2 separate regions of the Mus musculus genome follow, and region 1 is linked to region 2. Evidence: chromatin contacts called from public HiChIP or PLAC-seq data. All regions are on one chromosome and are shown on one strand. Each heading gives the region's core, a stretch centred on a gene start, on an enhancer-like site or on the middle of the called end of the contact. The rest is flanking DNA. Distances are from core to core; before and after follow the strand shown.

Evidence for each region. HiChIP or PLAC-seq counts read pairs in DNA pulled down with a chosen protein or histone mark.
Region 1: a CTCF HiChIP or PLAC-seq map of the NIH/3T3 cell line shows a contact between it and region 2, with 30 read pairs. The contact joins the enhancer-like site here to the promoter of Lurap1l in region 2. A contact is called at or near these places in 1 of 39 promoter capture datasets (macrophages), 2 of 15 datasets of contacts at CTCF or cohesin (both in the NIH/3T3 cell line), 3 of 484 Hi-C or Micro-C datasets (the C2C12 cell line, nephron progenitors and uterus), 3 of 115 datasets of contacts at active chromatin or transcription factors (the 3134 cell line and embryonic stem cells) and 2 of 9 other capture datasets (adipose tissue and pancreatic islet).

The regions. Positions count from the first base shown.
Region 1 is chr4:80,967,682-80,973,638 of GRCm38.p6, forward strand. No RefSeq gene overlaps it. Among named protein-coding and RNA genes, the nearest start is that of Lurap1l, 60 kb to the left of the region's middle. Within about 2 kb of position 4,375, at least 45 of the 459 cell types and tissues checked have an H3K27ac peak or open chromatin away from gene starts, as enhancers often do. A contact at or near this core is called in the C2C12 cell line and the NIH/3T3 cell line, where this site is marked.
Region 2 is chr4:80,907,505-80,913,085 of GRCm38.p6, forward strand. It overlaps Lurap1l (leucine rich adaptor protein 1-like), which reads left to right and starts at 3,182. Exons shown (of 2, transcript NM_026821.5): 1 at 3,182-4,141. The coding sequence starts at 3,851.

The DNA.
Region 1 (5,957 bases), core at 3,125-5,624, 61 kb after region 2:
CTCCGACAATGCGTGTATGCCAGCGCACTCACAACCGATCCTCACTACCCGACCTGTTCCGTTTCTTCCACTGTTGCGGGGTGCCCTGGCCGCAGATGCGCTGGATGAGGCGGAGCGCCAGTGGAAGGCCGCGTTCCACCGCTGGAGCTCCTACATGATGCCATGATTGGAGTTCTTTTTCCTATCAGTTTTATAAAGTGAATCCATGAGAAAATTACAGGCAAAGGAAAATAAGGACTGGTCATATTTATAGGCATACTTAATTTTTATCATGGGGATCATTTCTGTTCTTTAAATATTCACCAAATGACTTAAAAAAAAATCTACCAGCAATTGGATGCAGGCTTTCATCAAATTAAGACAGTGGTTCTCAACCTTCCTAATGCTGTGATCCTTTCCAGATCAGGTTGGTGTGTGGGCGTGTAAGTTGATTGATGTGTGAAGACCTTCCAACTGTGGATGGTACCATTCCCTAAGTAAGTCATCCTGACCTGTATAAGAGTGGAAAAAGTGAACGGAGCTCAATGCATACATACATTCTCTCTCTGATGATGACTGTGGATGTGTACGAAAGCAACATTTATTCCTCAGGTGCAATTGTTGTCTCTGATGCTTAATGCTGAATGATCTCACCCTTTCCAGCTCTTTCTGAACTCTGGCCAGCTGGTTCAACTCAGCTGTTCTGGCACAAATGCTGACAGATTCAAACTGGCTTCTCTTGACTTCTGAATGAATTGCTCTGCTTGGCCTCAAACTAACCCTGGCAGTCTGTTCTAATCTTCTGGCTCCTTCTAATTCATTCTGTCTTCACCTGAAACCTGTCTCTCTAAAAGTGTCCTGGTAAAAGTCTCTCTCTCTCTCTCTCTCTCTCTCTCTCTCTCTCTCTCTCTCTGCTGTTCTCTTAAGTAGCCTCTCTTCCTTGTCTCTTCTTCTGAGAGTTGGGCATATCCTATCTCTGACTCATTTTGTCAAACCTTCCTCTGATTTGTCACTTTCTCTACCCCTCAAATGCCACTTTCTCAACTAGACATCACTTTCAAGCATGGCTGTTTCCTCCTATAAACTAACCTTACTTTGATTGTTTGGGATTAAATGTGTGTATTAAGGGTGTGTCTGTATTCAAGCCAAGAGGTTAAAGGTATATCATTCACCACACAACCACAATCTTGGTGTGATTTTAGCTGTAACACATACCTAGAAGGTCTTTGGATGTGATGTCTTCTCAGAGCAGCCATGTTGCTGAATTAGAATTCCTATACATATGTAACTAGCAGCTTCATTTTTGCCACCCTGACTCACTCAAAATAACAGCTTTGTAACTTGAAATTGTGAACCAAATAAACCCCTTCCTCCTTAAATTGCTTTTGCCAACTACACTAGCAGAACAAGAACTAAAACAAAATGTAACTCAAATGATTTCAGTAGTTTAATCCTTAAAAGCCACTTCTGTTAGTACACATTTTTAATTCTTTCAATATATCTATGAACATTTTTCATTTTATTGGGAAATTTCTACTAAACAAAGTTTGTTGACCCTGAATCACTTTCCATTTACTCCTTTTTAGTTTTTGAGTTGACTCAAAGCTTCCTGTTTCTATGTAAGTCCAGTGATGTATAATTGGAATTGGACATGGTAGATAAAAGGTGGAGTGGCAACTCGGTATTCTTTTGGGTCATATTTTTGTCCAGCAGAGTTATCTTGCCTAGTACAAACTGCATATCACACCTCTCCTATTGTGTTTATTTGCAGTCTCTCTTCAAATTTATGTTTCAGCAGTTTCAGTATTACAGGCATTCAGGGACTTGGGCAGAAGTTTATTCTATACTGGGAACATACCATTCCTGTGGAATTTTTTAAATCTCCTTTATATTTTTAGCATATCAACCGGCTTTCTTTGGCCTCTCCACTTATCATGGTATCTGCATTCTGCCACTTGACAGCCACCTGGTCTAAACTCATCTGCTGCAGGATAGGCTTTCAGGGTTAGGTTTTGATATAGGTTGGTCCAGTTCTTTACTAACTCTCCGCACTGTGTAAGTGAACAGCAAGCTGTTGCCTGTAGGGATTAATATTATTAAGCTTAGATAGGCATTGTGCCTAAGCAATGCATTTAAAAACACAAAGCTTAGGTCCAGCCATTCTATAATTCTAGAACTGCTATTACAAAATGTTTTTAAATGATTGAGCAATGAGAGTTAAGGGACAGAGAGCATAGTTGTGTTAGATTATGATTTAATTATAATTTATAATTATATATAAATTATATATATATTTCTTCAAAACTGTCAGCTATCCACAGAATGTGACATTTAATGTTATTTAATCGTTTGACAGTGAGACATATCTACTACTGATAGCACCCCCTTGTTGGTACAAAGAAGACATTGAGCATCTTCACCTCCAGGCCAGGTTGCTTAGTGTGGCAAGGTAGTCACTGAGCAAAAATTGCCTATTTCATCTGCAGACTAATACTGTCCGTGTAAAGAACATATTATACAGAATAGTTGACTGCTGGCTTTGCTGAGACGGAGTGAAGAGTCCTTAATTCTGCTTTGCAAAAGTTGTCAGATGATCCTGATCCATAAGGCCAAACTGACACTCCAAGATTTACAGGAATTACAGGTCTGTCTTTGTAGCTAGCTGTCTCTACATTTATCTGAGAAGCTATTTTGATATTTGATATTTTCTACATACCCAAGTAATGCTTAAGTTTTTCTCAGATTTCTGATGAGGTTGCAAACTAGTTTTAGTTTATAATCAAACTTGAGTTGTTTAACATTGAAAGAAAGAGTTTGTAGAGTAGACGACATGATTTTCAGGTGGCATTACAGGCTAAAATCTAAACATAATCTAGGGATAGAATCATAACTCTTTCAGTTAGGAATGATGGTAGAGCACTTTACCTAGTTGACAAATATGATGGACTGGATGTCATTTGTAATACTGTGTAATTTACATGGTTGTTAGGGTTTTGTTCAATTTATGTCTGGGAGAAGATTTTGATTTTGAAAATGTGACAGACAAGGTGAGGTGTAGGGAACAGTTATGATGCTAAGGACCTGGTCCCCACTGGTTCTTGATTTGTCAGTAAAGAAAGCTGGGGGCTGATTGCTGTGCAAAAGGTACAGACAGGACTTCTGGGTCCCAGGAGGAAAAGGCAGACAAAAAGAAGGAGAGAGGAGTTTCTGCCATGCTTTAGAGGGAGACGAACACAGCAACCACGTGAGGTCCCTGGGGGTGGGGAGATTTGGGACCTGTGGCCACAACTATAGGTTGGGACTGAGTATGTTTGACAGGTGTTAGATGGGACTACCCACTGAAGTTTAGGGCTGGTGCAGAGACAGAGATAATAAATTGATAAGGGCAAGCTTTTCCAGGTGGGAAATACCAGTGCCCAGCAATTGTGCCAAGAAGGCAAGTTATAAAAGAACAAACTGTGTTTATATGTTTTATCCATGGATTGGGGGAAGTTGAGAGAGGACTGGTAGTACAGTTACCTCCCAGAGCTAAAGGCAGGTAAAACAAAAGGGAAGCCAAGAGGGAGCTGAGAGCACTGTTTATCTTGGAACAAATCTTCATGCAACAACCAGCTAGCAGTCTGTGCAGAATTTATACTCCTATCTGATATTTTGCTCTTACCTCTCTTGCTTCCTGGACTCCTTTTTCATTATGATTTCTTAGCTGTGCTCCTTGCTACCATGAGTCAAGACAATAAAGTTGAGGAGGTTTTCCATTACAGCCACATGCTCAAGATTGTTTTCTTCTCACATTAATATGTTGCAATATACTCCACAGGAAGATACTTAGAGGTAAGTTGATTGGACAGTGCATCAGGAAGCCATAGCTCTTTTGATTCTGTAATAGAGTGAGATTATTATGAAAGATCTTTATCTAGGAGCAAGGAAACACCTAACCTCTGTGAACATTATTCTTTAACTTCCCATCTTCTAGAATCAAAAGATATTATTTTTTTTTGTCCTGTAGATGTCCGTTTGTCATAACAGTATGCAGGGAGTGATACATCTTAGGAACAAGAGGAGTGCTTTTGCATAAATGTAGCACAAGTTCTCTTAACCTTGAAATCAACTCTCAAGCTCCAAAACTATTTTAGCCAACATGCTTCACTCAAAGTTTAAATCAAAGAGGGAGAAAAGCATAATTTCCTTCAATGTTGCAATCTCTTCTTCTTCTGGTCATGTGAATGTCAGAACACAAATGCTGTTATTCATCTCAGTACCAGGTACAGGTAAGGAAGAAAACCACAGACGTTTGGAATCTGCATCTTACTCTCCATTTGTGTCCAAGAGAGGGGCAAGGATCTGTGCAGAAAGCTTGTGGCCTTTGTTATACACAGCATGACTCAAAGGGAATAAAAGCCAAAATGTGCTGGCTCATCCCTGTTCTCAAGTACATTGTGTTTAAGTTGATTCACTAGAATGGAATGAGCCAGATTTAGAACTTCCTCAAAGATCATGCACCAAGATTGATTTTAATCTGGCTGAATAAAATTGTGCTTTTCCATTGGAAAAACTTAATAGAAGAACCTATGTTTAGAAAAGGTACAAAGAAAGTTCAGATTCAATCTATACTGTTTAGTTAGATTTAGTAGATTTTTTTTTTAAATCTTTATTTTTTTTTTATGGTCCAGTTGTTTTCCCTCTCCCAGTCCACCCTCCAACAGTTTCTCATCCCATCCTTTTCCCCTGTCTCCAAGAGGATGTCCTCAGCCCTCTAATCCCTCCCCACCCCACCAGGTCTTCCCAATTCCCGGGGCCTCATGTCTCTCAAGGGTGAGGTGGATTCTGCCATGTTCCCGCCTTGATGATACTGGCTGGACTGAACCTCAGAACTTTTAAATTAGCCTCAATTAAATGTTGTTCTTTATAAGACTTGCCTTGGTCATGGTGTCTGTTCACAGCAGTAAAACCTGAAGACAGATGGTAACACTGTTCCTCTACTTGATGACCTGTCTTTCTACTGGAAATGGACTCTACAAGTTCTCTCTCCCTACAGCTGGGCATTTCATTTAAGATCCCTCCCTTTGAGACCTGAGAATCTCTTATCTCCCAGGTCTCTGGTATGTTCTAGAAGGTCCCCCCTACTCCCACCTCCTGAACTTGAAGAAAATTAGATTTTATAGCTTTTTATTTTTAATGGAGTTTGAAGGCTGGAGAGATTGCTTGGTGGTTAAGCACTGGCTTCTCTTGAAGAGGTCTTGAGTTCAATTCTTAGCAACCACATAGTGGCTCACAACCATCTATAATGGGATCTGATCTGAAGCTCTCTTCTGGTATGTCTGAAGATAGTGACAGTGTACTCACACATATAAAATAAATGAATCTTTAATTAGTAGATTTTAAAGACTCTGCTTAAACTTTAGGAAATAGAATTTGGAGTAAGGCTCATAACTTTTACATTATTTGGAATAATTCCTCAATAGTGAGATAGACCTACACATCTGAATATATCATGTCTGGTGATTTTGCTACTTAATAGCTTCATAATTTTAAACACTGAGATACCAGGTTTTCTTCAGTCTACTATGAAATAATAAGACAGAGTGAAAATAGAGATCATTAAATTTAATATGAAAATTATACCATATGCATTGTATTAATGTCAAATAGAGGGAACTACAGCACCATACTAAAGAGATAACTAAATATATACATGAATGAAAATGTCCCTATGAAATATAGAACCACATGCCATGAATATATAATAATCAAACATAAACGAAATAATATGTATTGATTTAAAAACTAATATTAGAAATGTTGTTTAGTGAAGACATGGCTCCTGAGGTGACTTTTGTGTGTCTCTAAATTGTTGGTGGGCATTCATTCTTATGTTATCAGGAAATGTGATAGAGTTACATCACAGTGAATTTGACCATGATAATATATCTTACACTAGCTTTATCATCTTCTGATGGGCTCATAGCAGAGACTCCTTA
Region 2 (5,581 bases), core at 1,932-4,431:
AGTTACTTCCTAAAACTCTTAAGGGTAATTTGACCCTGCTGGCAGCTTGATTTTCTGTTGCACTGTGGGGAGTGGAGTCTCAGGTAGAGACTGCCTAAGTCCTTGAACTCTGTGCCAGCAGGAGCTGGGAACGGGCAGACTTTCAGTCACTGCCAGAGCAAAGGTTGTAGGGTGTTCTTGTTTAACCAAAATGCCAGCAGCCCACTAAGAAAGGAGTGGTGCTACCCACACAGTCAAGTCCTGCTGAGTCTGCTGTTGCTCTGAGGTTCTCCCCCCTCCTCAACCCCCTCGCCACCTGCTCTGAGCTCTTATGGAGGAATGGAAGAAGTGCGCCTCACCTCAGTTTGATGTGACCAGCGCATTCTTTGAGATTGTGTCATCTGAGTCAAAAATGTTCCTATTTAATCAACCAACAGGGATTTTCTATAATAAATAAGAGGCCTCCTTTCTTCTCTGTGAACACAACCTGACAGGAGAGGAAGTTCAGTCTTTCTATTTTCCATACTTTAACATCCATTCTTATTCGCGTATGCATCTTAATAAAGTAGAAAGACTAATGTAAGTCAGAACCAATGCAGTCCCCAGACCTATCACCTACTAAAGCGTAAAAACTGCCACACACAAACCCAATGTTTTTACAGTTCTGTTTCAGGACATTAGGCCTGGGTAAACACAGTGCACTGGCAAGCACTGCACTGGATAAGTAGGAATGGGCAGGGAGCCGTTAAAAGAGTGTGGTCAGGGTGTGTCTCTCCTTGTCTGCTTTCTTCTCCCTGGTTTCCCTCTTGCACTGCTGGGGACGCTATATCCTGCCCACTGCCCATCTAGATCTCACTATGGCAGCTTATGTCTTATTTCCCACATCAAGGCACGGGCTACTGGCCAACCCTCTCATACATTTCCTCAGAGATACATATATATACATCTTGAAGATGAACAGAAAATGTACTCAAGACTAAAACTTAAAAAATCCAATTTTCAGAAATTTGGAATGAGAAATATCATCATATCAAACCACAGAGAAGAAAAGTCTACCATATTCTATTTTAGGCCTAGTAAGGATTATAGTTCTAAATTGTTCCCCAAACTGGCATTCAAAACATTTCCATTTTAAACAAATATATCATAAGACATCATAAAGAACACTTTAAAAACAACATAACGAAGATTTTCTTTAAATGCTTAAATGTGTTTTACATTTCACAAGAACAAAATGTTAACTATATGCAATCTACTTGTTTGTTTGTTTCCAAACAGGATTTCTTAGTGTATATCCGGCAGTCCTGGAATTTGCTCTGGAGACCAGGCTGGCCTCCAGCTCCAAGATCTTCCTGCCTCTCCCTCCTGAGTGCTGGGATTTAAGGGATCTTCCTCCACCACCCGGCCATCATACTCTTTTTATTATAAGGTCAACTTCTGTCTTAGTTACAGATAGGCACTTCACTGATGATAACTGGAAAATGACTTGTCCAACGAAGATCTAACTAGGTATTGAATCCTTGGGGTTTACTTTGCATTCAGCTCTGAATTGGACTTTGTACAGTTTATAATAAAAAGCTGTCCGTGACTCAAATGAGAAGCGTCCATAATTACATGCCACAGTGCAATCCTCATGCAATGAACTTGTGGTTTGCCAGCTTTCAAACAATGCATGCAGTTTTATGGGAGAGTTGCGATTTAAGTTGGTCCCTCTTTGATTCCATAAATGGTAGTTCTGATTTTGAAATGAGCCACCTAACTTACAACATTTAATTTTTTTTTCCTTTTTTCCTTTTAAAAACAGTTTTAACACATGCAAAGGTCTGGCTTATTGACAAGACAATTTCAGCAACGTTTTCCCTGCCATGAGATATTTCCTTCAGAAAGTCTCTGCTTTTTCTCCTTTTAAGGTTTCTTGGATGTGAAGATGACATGAACAAACTCCAAACTCCATTTATCTATGTTGTTTGGAATGGAAAAGCTGAATGGGAAAGGAGGCCAGAGGAACAGAGGACACAAATGAGTAGGTCCCAGACAAAAAGTATTGGAAATACTTCAATGGAAACCTAAAATTATAGTTTGGTGGGTTGAAAATACTATTCTCAACTCTCACTGACACAAATACAATGTTCAAGCAATCTTATAATCTATGTACTTGTTGCTGATTTACTTGGTAGATGTATTCTAGATTAATGGTTTACAAAGTTGTGGTTCTTCCTAAATAGCAGCAAATTATATAGAAATTATCAAAGAAAACAAGTATGATTTCACTAGTTACTCTCAGAGTTTTTCTTCCATAATTAAAGAGGAATGCTTCAGCAATTTCTTCCATTTAAAATTCTCCTGCCCCCTCAGTATTTATATATATATATACAAACACATACATGCTCTGGTTATTCTGTTCTTCATTTCTGCTTGGGGTAGTATGCTGGAATATTGGCAACACAATTATATCTTCTTGTACATTTTCACTGAACCATTTTTTTCTTAAAATTTTTATTGTTTAAATGCATTTTTTTTTTAATTTTTGAGACAGGGTTTCTCTGTATAGATGTAGCTGTCTTGGAACTCACTCTGTAGACCAGGCTGGCCTCGAACTCAGAAATCCACTTGCCTCTGCCTCTGCCTCTGCCTCTGCCTCTGCCTCTGCCTCTGCCTCTGCCTCTGCCTCTGCCTCTGCCTCTGCCTCTAAGTGCTGGGATTAAAGGCGTGTGCCACCACTGCACGGCTTAAATGCATTTTTTAACATCAAACACATTAATAATACTGAATATTTTGCGAATCAAATAGTACATAAAAATTTGTTCAACTTCACTGAACTATTTATCGATTGAATTTCTCCGTTCTTTGTGGAGTTATTGGGCAAGAATTCTAATGCTATGTGTAATTGGCTTTTAGGAAAGTTGGGGGGGGGGGTGGAAAACGACATAAAATTTAGCCATTCTTCTGCCTCTAATGTTAAAAATGTGTTCTACAGGTTGTAGCTGTCAGGGGACTTCAGCAGGGCAACTTTTAACTTAGTAACCTAATATGGGTATGCTCAGCTGAGGCAGGATTTGCATTTCAGTTTCTTAACATCAGGGTTGGGAAGATTTTGCTGCCCTTCTTGTCTGTGACATACGGTACAGGGGTTGGCTCTGCTTTGGTCCACCTGCCAGTCGAGTTTAAAGTTTCCGAGGCTCGGAGGAACACAATGACTTGGATGAGACCGACTAAAAGGAAAGGACACTGCTGCAGCAACCAGGAAGCCCTTGAACCCCAGCTAAGCTAACCGTGTCTTTTTCTTTTTTCTTTCTAAAATGCGCCTACACCGCCTACACACAGGACGAACCCACTTCTTTCATTGATCAGATTTTTTTTTTTTTTTCCTGACCGTCTAAGATAGTCTGATCCTTGGCGACATATGGCTGGAAAATGAAACGACCCGGGAGTGTGGCCACCTCGTTATTCTGTGTGGTGTAATACCAGATGGGCACCGTGAACCGCGCTGGGATGTGAATGGACAGTTTGAAATGGGAATTTCCCCGCATCGAGCAGGTTCCATTTCTCTCTTGGGTCTCTCGGTATAACGTACTAGCTTTTGCCCTTCTTCTCTGCAGTATCAATTAACTCAACTTGGCGGTGGAGTGGCCAGCTAGGAAAGGAATGAAGCGATCTGGCTAATCTTGCTGGCTGTGGAGCGGCAGAGCCTGAAACTGCAGCCGGGTGCAGATCTGCCGACTGCGCCCGGGGCATGGAGCGCACGGGCGACCGCGGGGACTCAGGCCCGGCCAGAGGAGCCCAGTACTGAGCTCCGGAGTCCGCCAGGCCGCCGCCGCCGCCTCCTCGCGCCCTCTGCCTTTACTGTCAGTGTCGCCCCTCGCAAAGAGTCATGGAAGACAGCCCGCTGCCAGACCTCAGAGACATCGAGCTGAAGCTGGGGCGCAAAGTGCCCGAGAGCCTAGCGCGCTCGCTGCGCGGGGAGGAGCTGGCGCCTCGGGAAGGGGCTGCGGACCCCAGCGGGGTTGGTGGGAGCTGCAGCAGCAGCAGTAGCTGCAGCAGCTTTGCGCCCTCCGTGTCCTCCTCGTCGTCATCCTCCCCTGCCTCTGGCTCTCCACGACGTAGCCACCCCAGCGCCCTGGAGAGGTTAGAGACCAAACTGCACATCCTCAGACAGGAGATGGTGAGTGTGATGCGTCAGAGGCGACTTGGGGACCCGGGGCCTGGGACCCGAGAGGGTGGCACAGGAGCGGGGGGGGGGGGGGGGGGAGAAGCTGGGAGGAGGTGTGCGGGAGCGCGCCTCTGGACTCGGCTACAGCTAAGCTTGAACCCTGAGGACTTTGCTCGGTCACGGGGTGCCCTGGCAGCTCATTCGGCTCTACTTTCTGATAGAGCTACTCCCTGCGCACCACTCTGCAGCTGCCAGCCGCGGATTCTCCCGCACTAGCCTGCTAAAGGCCGGCAGTTACTGCGCGGATCTGGGCCTGCTGTGAGCCGTTTATGTTTTGCCTTGGTTCAAAGGGTGGTTTAGTCCAATGCACTTAGCGCAGAAATGCCTCCCAGCTGGCCGGGAGGTGGCGCGGCGGGGTCCTTGCAGCCTGCTGTAGTTTGCTCTCCTCCACCCTCCCCTTGCAGCAGCTGCAGCTGTCCCAAGGCCACTGTTCAGTAGATTCGCCACAGCTGGTTCTGAAAACAATGGCTCCTCGCCCTTGATGTGCTTGTGAATGGCTTGTTTCACTGTTTTGATCCTGGAGAGCAGGTGACCCCAGCCCAGGGATTTGCTAATGACTGCCTCCTACCCTTTCCTCTAGTTCTCAATCAGCACTTGTTTTCTCTACCATTTCTGTGAACCTCGGATTAGGACAATGGGTCAAGTAGGTCTAAGACTCGTTATTCCGGATGTGTTTACACTAAAGCATTCATTCATTTGCCTTGAGCTCTTGGGCGAGTCTTGGCCTTTACAGATCTCAGTTTGTGATCTTTACAATGATGAGCTGATTGGAAGAAATTATCTCTTTCTAAGCCTTTTGAAGCAAATGGCCACAAACCAATTACATTTTCTACCAACTTAGAGAGGAGGAAAATTTCAACAGGGGGAGGGGGAGTGTTGAAGGGCTTCCTACAAAAGTAGCCTGCTGGGGGTTCACATCTAAGATTCCTTCCATTTTTATTTTCTGTGATAGGGAGACCTCAGAGATAAATTCCAAGCCAAATGACAGTCTTCAGAGATCATGACCTATTAAAAGACTATAGAATATCACTTTAAAGACCCTCGCTAGACCTCTAAACCTGGTCTACTTGAAGCCTTTATGTCTCCCGTAGTAGCTTACCACTTGAAAAGGTTCCACATATTGAAATATATGTATATTTCTACATGTAACTGAATATGTATATATGTATAATATACTTTGTGCATTGCAAATTATTTTTATTATTATTCATATTTCGCTGCCTAAATACATGTTAATCACTACAAATATTTATTACATAGTTACCATGTCTTAGTAAGTATTGAGGTCTGAAATATGCAATAAAAAAATAAAGGAGGTGAGATTTCTTAGACTCTGAGCATCTGAAACATCTACCAAGTTCAAAGTTACTACTGGTCTAGGAAGAGGTGGGT